Linked DNA regions of Mus musculus: region 1 is linked to region 2. A link is a contact called in public HiChIP or PLAC-seq data. All regions are on one chromosome and are shown on one strand. Each heading gives the region's core, a stretch centred on a gene start, on an enhancer-like site or on the middle of the called end of the contact. The rest is flanking DNA. Distances are from core to core; before and after follow the strand shown.

Region 1 (3,408 bases), core at 884-3,383, 210 kb before region 2:
ACAAGGATGTTGGGGCCCGGTGGGCATTTCAGCTTCCACGTGTGGAGGTGCCAAGCACTGGGCATTAAGAGGAGGGCCGGAGTGTGAATGTTAGGAGCTGAGATGATGTAGAAATAGTGTCCGTGTAGAAAAGTGTAGAAGCAGGAAGGGAACACATGTTAGGATGCCATTGTCCACCCTAAACAATGTTGTTCAAAACGACTCACTCAGTCAATCAACCCATCCATCCATCAGTCAATCAACCAACCAACCAACCAACCAGCTGCCTGCTTGCCTGCTTGCCTTCCTTCCTTCCTTCCTTCCTTCCTTCCTTCCTTCCTTCCTTTCTTCCTTTCTTCCCCTTGTCCTCTTCTTTATCCTTTCTTTGGTGTTAAACGATACCCTTTACCACTGAGCTACACACCTGGCCCAACACCCCTCTATCTTTTTATGTTGATGGTGATGTTTAGTTTTGAGATTGTAGTTTAATTACATTTCTCCCTTCCCTTCCCTCCCTCTCAAAACTGCCATATACCTCTCCTCACCCCCCTTCACATTCATGGCCTCTCTTTACATTAAATATTATTGCATGCATGTGTTTGTATAGATATCTATAGCTCTAACTATAAGCTGGTGAGTGCATATAATGTTACTTGTATGCATACTTTCAGGGCTGTTTGGCTACGAGCAATCAGTGGTGTGCTCTTGGTTAGGGAGGGCCACTCTCCCGTTCCCAGCTCTATTCAGCTCTCCGTGGCTCTTTGGGTAAGGCTAAGACCTAATGGGCTTTTTACACCCCCCCCCCCAGTTCGTCATGTTTGTTGAATACTCTCAATCTTAAAAAGTTTGTTAGTTTTGGTTCACCAGAGTCAAGAATATTCATGTCTAATACATTAATATATCAGATATGTTAATATAGTAAATAAACTAGATATGTTAACAAATGAAACCATGGGAGATACTGTTTTCATAAAAGTATCCCTGTTTACCTATTTGGCCACCTCTGCACACTGTAGGAAGATGTCGAAAGTAGCTTTTACCCTATATTGATTGCTATCCTTCTGTTTGCTGTCATTAGAGGTGACTTTCTGTCTATTTATTTATTTATTTATTTATTTTTGCGCTCGTCTTTCTGCTCTGTGTTGTCACTCCTTGTAAGTATTTTAATCTTTAACAATATAAACATGGGACGATGCTGAAAGATAATTTTCATTATTGGGAATAGCGAAGATGTTTTTCCCTATCCCTTTTTAGTGTTTGTGTCTGTTGCACGCACATATGTGCATGCGTGTGTGCCTGTGGAGGTCAGAGGTCAATGCCCGGTGTCTTTCTCTGTTGCTCTCCACCTAGAGTTTTTGAAACAGGGTCTCTTACTGAACCTGAAGCTCATCACATGGTCTCCACTGGCTGATCAGTGAGTCCTCAGTACCCACTCACCTGTCTCTCAGCAATGAGGTTCAAACATAGTATGCTTATTTTTCACTGGCTTTTACGTATGTGTATGTGCTGGGGATTCCAGCTCAGGTCTTCATGCTGGAAATCGCTTTACCCACGGAGCCATCTCCCTAGCCCATCTTTTTTTTTTTTTTTCATACTCTTAATAATTTTTAAAAATTAGAGGTGAGGAAGGGAGGGAGTGAATATTATGTTTTCCATCCTGAATACTGGCTACATCTGTTGTACACCCAGCCCTCTGAAGTGACCGACAGATGCAGGGGGGGCTTTGGAGGCAGTTCTGGCTTCTCACCTCTTCCCTGCCAGGCTTGTCCTCAGCATCTCATGTCTGTAACTTCTCAGCCATTCCAGGACCACACCTCTCCTCGCCATCAACTGTAGAATGCTGTAACTTCCTTCTAGCAGGGAAAGTCGCTTGTTTGTATTGCTTTTGAAGCAGTGCCCAAAGGGAAGGAGTTTCTGGCTTATGCCACTGCTTGTGCAAGAGCCCATTAGAGGCTCTTGCTGTGTCTGTGAGTCCGACAATCAGGTGCTAACAAATCACTCCTGTCCGCATGAGGGCAGCCTGGACAGAGGAAGACGGATGTGAGAGGCTGGGTCTGAAGAGTGGACCTGACTCAGTGAAGAACTAATATGGAGGTGACTGAGGGAGAGGGAGGTGCATGTCCAGGGTGACACCTAGGTTCCGTCAGGAGCAGCAGGGCGGATGGAACTGCTGTCCACCGAGATAAGGGACAGCCAAGAAGAGCTTGCTGTTTGCACATCTGAGTCATATCTGACCAGGTGACCTTGAGTTTCGTTTCAAAATCAATAGCCTTATAATATCCGGCATGGCGTGCCTTGAGCAGGTGTTTCAGGGTGGGTTTCTTGGGGCCCTATAATGCCCCGATTTTATTTTCTTTCTGTTAATTTCTCAATGGCATTTTCTGGGCAGAGGCACCTTTGGTATTTCTTAGGGAGTGCTGTGACTCAGGAAAGGCTAAGAGCCACTGACTAATTATGTCCCCTTGCAGAAACCGCTCAATAAATACTTGTCTTGGGCTCTCATTGCCGAGGAACAACACTGATGGATGGAAATTTCCTAGTCAGCCTCCTCTTCCCTGATGCTGCTTCTCTGGGGCATCACTCATCGGGGTGTCACTCATCACCACGGCAGTCTCTGAGGGGCTTTGTACAATTACCATGTACACAGTAGCTTTAATATTTTAGTATTTTTTCACATTTATTTGATTAACGTGTGTGTGTGTGTGTGTGTGTGTGTCTGTCGGTCAGAGGACAGCTTCTGGAAGTCAGTTCTTCTACTGTGTGGTTTCCAGGGATCAGAGCATCAGGCTCGTTGGCAAGTAGGTGTCTTTAAGCTGCTGAGCCATCTCACTGGCCCAAAGCTTAATCTTTCTTACAGAGATGGTCTTAGTATGTCACCACACCACTTAGCTTACCCGCGAGCTCAGTGTTCATGTCCCCATCTCAGACGAGGGAACCAAGGCTGAGTAACTGACAACTACCAAGTGTCAGAACTTGGCCTTGTTTAGACCAAAGTCATACTGTTTTCCTGGAGGATAATAGTTCTACTGGTTGGGACGGGACTGAGTTCCTTCTTTAAAAATCAAACAAATAAAAACAGCAAACAAACAAACGGAGCTGTCCCTGTAAAGGAGCCAAGTATGAGTGGCCGTGACCCAAATGAGTTCCAAATGGAGCACTTAGGTTCCTTGAAATTCCATGTTCTAACCTGGTAACTTCTGTTCATTTGCTTGGTTGGCTTTTGTGTTTTCTAGACAGGGTTTCTCTGTGTAGCCGTGGCTGTCCTGAAACTCACTCTGTAGACCAGGCTGGCCTCAAACTCAAGAGATCTGCCCACCTCTACCTTCTGAGTGCTGGGATTAAAGGTGTGCGTTCCCAGTGCCCTGTTAGCCTGTTAAATTTTTATGACATTTTAATAGTAACAGAATGAAGAAAGTCATAAATCAAGAC
Region 2 (3,703 bases), core at 94-2,593:
TCTGCCATGGCAATCCTGTGTCATATACTTCCTGCAGACATCTGGGAACCCAGACTGTATCTCCATAGATACGCCATCACTTTCAAGGGTGCTGTTTCTGCCTGCATAGTTAGAACAGGATTCTCTATGTCTAGTTGGTAATGGGGAAGAACCATTCACTTCTCCATATTTGAAGTTAGAAGAACAACACCTTTGTGGGTTCACAGCCTATTTGCTCAAATCCAGTAACACAGCTACGTCTGACTGCACAGAAGGCTGGCACATGTCCCTCACTAGCTAGCAGACAGGAGTAGACACTTCAAGCTACAGTGTAGAGGAGTCCCTGTTACCCCATAAGGAAAGAGTGTCTCCTAGAAGACACCAAGTTTGTCATCAGAAAGGGAAGTTTTGTTTGTCTTTTTTTGACGGTCTCTCTTATAGCTCACACTAGCCTGGAACTCACTGTATGTCCAAGGCTAGCCTCAAACTCATGGCAGTCTCCTGCTTCAGCCTCTCAGATGCTGAGACATTGCGGGTATGAGCCAGCATACCATGCTCAAGAGTCTCTATATTGTTTTCCCTCACTCTCAGATTTGGGAGAGTAAAGCCCTACTTCTTGAACGGTGTTGCCCTTCGGTCTGCCTGACCAGATAGCCTCTGTATTTGGAGGACAGATGTCTGGGCAGACAGAGATGGTGTGGAAGGAACTCTGCCTGTGCTTGTGATTTCCCAGGGTTGGGTACAACGGCAAACTGTGAGTCTCTTCCTCCCACCCGTGGTATATTCCCCTTGGACATAGGCACAGATGTGGTTTGAAGATGAGCTGGAATCACCAACCTTGGCCGTGTCACCACATTACATTTGGTGCTATATCCTGGCACGTGGTTTTTGAAAGGAGTGCTCTGCTGACTGCACGGAGCTTGAACTTGCATTAACCTGCTCTCGGTGGTCCCCGTTGATGAGGCTCGGCCAAATGAACAAAGCCGTAGATTACTCTTCCAGATGGCTTCTTTATTTTTAGTTCGGTAAACCATTTCTAGAATCTCTTTATTCCTTCTCAGGAAAAAAAAAAAAAAAAAGAAAAAAAAAGATCTGAGTGACTCCAATCAAGGGTGACATCAGACCCTCCAGGAAAGACACTTTGCTTAGCATGTTATCACATGGCATGCTCACAGAAGTCACAGAAATTTTCTGTGACTGTGCAAGGCCTGCATTGTCATCTGGGCACACGTATGATTAGACAAGAGACTGCTTTCCCAGTTCCTGGCGGTTATGAATGGAAGTGGTGCCTGGTCCTTCTCCAGGGACGTCTGTGCAGCACTCGCTATACTTGCACAGCTGCAAAGACCAGGTGGAGTCACGAACCACAGGTGACTCACAGACCCACATTCCTCAACCAAGGTCCAAAATAGAAACTATGTAAACATTCTCCCTGGAGAGATAAGATCTTTGTTTCCTAAGGCAGCCATAGCAAGTTGCAATTTAGTGACAGGAAACAACAGAAAGAGGTCTGGTGGGCAGAAGTTCAAAGTCAGGGTGTTAGCTGGCTAGCCCTTCCATTCCCTGCTCTCCCCTGGTCTCCGCAGCTGCCTTTTATGTTCTTTGTTGTGGATTATTCCACCCTCTGCCTCTCTCTGTGGCTCTGATCGCACTCTGCTTCCTGGTATAAGGCCATCATTGGATGGATTTAAGAGCTACCCTAAATTCTAAATGAGCTCATCCCAGATCATCAACTTAATTGCATCTTCCAAGACCCTGTTTCCAAATCAGGTCGCCTTTGAAGATGCCAAGGATTCAGACTTGGGTGGGTCTAACCTTTAAGAAGAAATAATTCAACACTGTGATATCAGAGCAAACATGTATTAAAAAGCAAGCTAAGCCCATTGCCACCAAGCCCCATGTTGTGTCAACTGTAAGGACTTGTAGCACAGAGCTCTAGAAACGCATCACAGCTGGAGAGTCCCAGAAAGTTAGCTTTATGTCTTGCAGAGGTAGTTCTCATGCTAGGTGGCGCACGCCTTTAATCCCAACACTCAGGAATCAGAAGCAGGGGCATCTCTGTAATTTGAGGCCAGCTAGATCTACATAACAAGTTCCAGGTCAACTGGGGTACATAGTGAGATCCTGTGTGTAAAGTAATGTATGTATTCCCATGCAGAGAGAGAGACAGAGACAGATATAGTGAGGTACATAGATTGATTGATTGATTGATAGATTGATTATGGATTGCCTCTGGCCATGAGACAGGCCCATGTTGACACACAACTCCATTTGCTCAACTGTCGGTGAAACCAAGTCTCACACCTTGTCAGCCGCACTCCTTCATGTGTGCCCTCTTTTGCGTTCACGCAGTTAGTGTGGTGGATGCAGTGTCTATCGTTTATCTCTCTGGGCTTGATGAGTGCTACTGTGCTTCTCCTTGTGCGCCTTGTCAAACATTTTCTATTTCATGCCTTTGCTGTTTGTTGTTCCATTGAGCTTGATGAAAAGCAACATTTTAAAAGGCAAATTAGTACAGGACAGTTTGGAAAACTCAGAGCTGTAATTTTCTCTTGTGAGACTCAATGGATGTGTTTTCCTTCACTCTCCTGCCTGCAGGCCTCCACTCCTCTGCTCCACCTCATGCCTGGTGGCAGGAGGCCAGCCCCAAGTTTCAGTCCCCTCCAGAGAAACTGGTGTCTCTTTAACTGCATGATGCTAAGGGATGGTTTTTATTTCCCTATCTGCTCAAGTTTAGAAAACAAACCACACCAGCTATGTGTATGAAATCAAAGAAATTATAAAAACGTAACAATTCTTATCTAGGACCCTATGAAAACCAAACCTAAGAATAATAGGAATAGAAGGAAAAGACTCCCAGCTACAAGGCCCAGAAAATATTTCCAACAAAATCATAGAAGAAAATTTCCCCAACCTAAAGAAAGAGATGCATATATATATATATATATATATATATATATATATATATATATAAAGCCTACAGAACAACAAATAGATTTTCCAGAAAAGAAAATCCTCTTCTCACAAATTATCAAAACACTAAATGTACAGAAGAAAGAATATTAAAAGCTACAAGGGGAAAAGGCCAAGTAGCATATAAAGGCAGAGCTATCAGAATTACACCAGACATCTCAACAGAGACTCTAAAAAAAAAAAATAAAAAAATAAATCAAGATCAAATAAACAATTAAAATCATCCTATAACCCCTAAGGAAATAGAAGCAGTCATTAAAAGTCTCCTAACCAAAAATAAATAAATAAATAAATAAATAAATAAATTTATTTAAAAGCCCAGGGCCAGATGGGGTTAGTGCAGAATTCCACCAGACTTTCAAAGAAGAGCTAATACCAAAAAATTTATTCAAGGGATATTGTAGTCAGAGCAAGACAAGGTATGAAGTGGATTTGAATGTGTGTCAGAGTGGGATGGCCTTGAATGCTGCCATCACTTCCTGCTCTGGAGATTCCTTGGGGATTTATCCACAGGGTGTTTTCTGTGCAGCAATGTTCCTGCCTTGCACGTCTCTGGTACTCTGGGCCTCTAGCCCTTTCTTTAAGGTGCCATCCTCTTGAGCATAGGAAGAGAACACTACCACCCCAAAGGCCCCCTGTAGTCGTTTCATAGTTAAGAAAGACCAGGAGCCTTGAAGATACCATGCATGCTTCCTCAGTGGTTGGGAAATAGATTGTTTTGTGTATGAACACACCTGTTTATTTAAAGGGG

What was found. HiChIP or PLAC-seq counts read pairs in DNA pulled down with a chosen protein or histone mark.
Region 1: a contact with region 2 is called in a FOXA1 HiChIP or PLAC-seq map of pancreatic cancer cells. The contact joins two enhancer-like sites.

Annotation. Positions count from the first base shown.
Region 1 is chr11:108,306,061-108,309,468 of GRCm38.p6, reverse strand. The region is part of intron 2 of Prkca (protein kinase C, alpha); the gene reads left to right. Among named protein-coding and RNA genes, the nearest start is that of Prkca, 36 kb to the left of the region's middle. Within about 2 kb of position 2,133, at least 39 of the 459 cell types and tissues checked have an H3K27ac peak or open chromatin away from gene starts, as enhancers often do. A contact at or near this core is called in pancreatic cancer cells, where this site is marked.
Region 2 is chr11:108,099,386-108,103,088 of GRCm38.p6, reverse strand. The region is part of intron 3 of Prkca (protein kinase C, alpha); the gene reads left to right. Among named protein-coding and RNA genes, the nearest start is that of Gm51922, 11 kb to the left of the region's middle. Within about 2 kb of position 1,343, at least 50 of the 459 cell types and tissues checked have an H3K27ac peak or open chromatin away from gene starts, as enhancers often do. A contact at or near this core is called in pancreatic cancer cells, where this site is marked.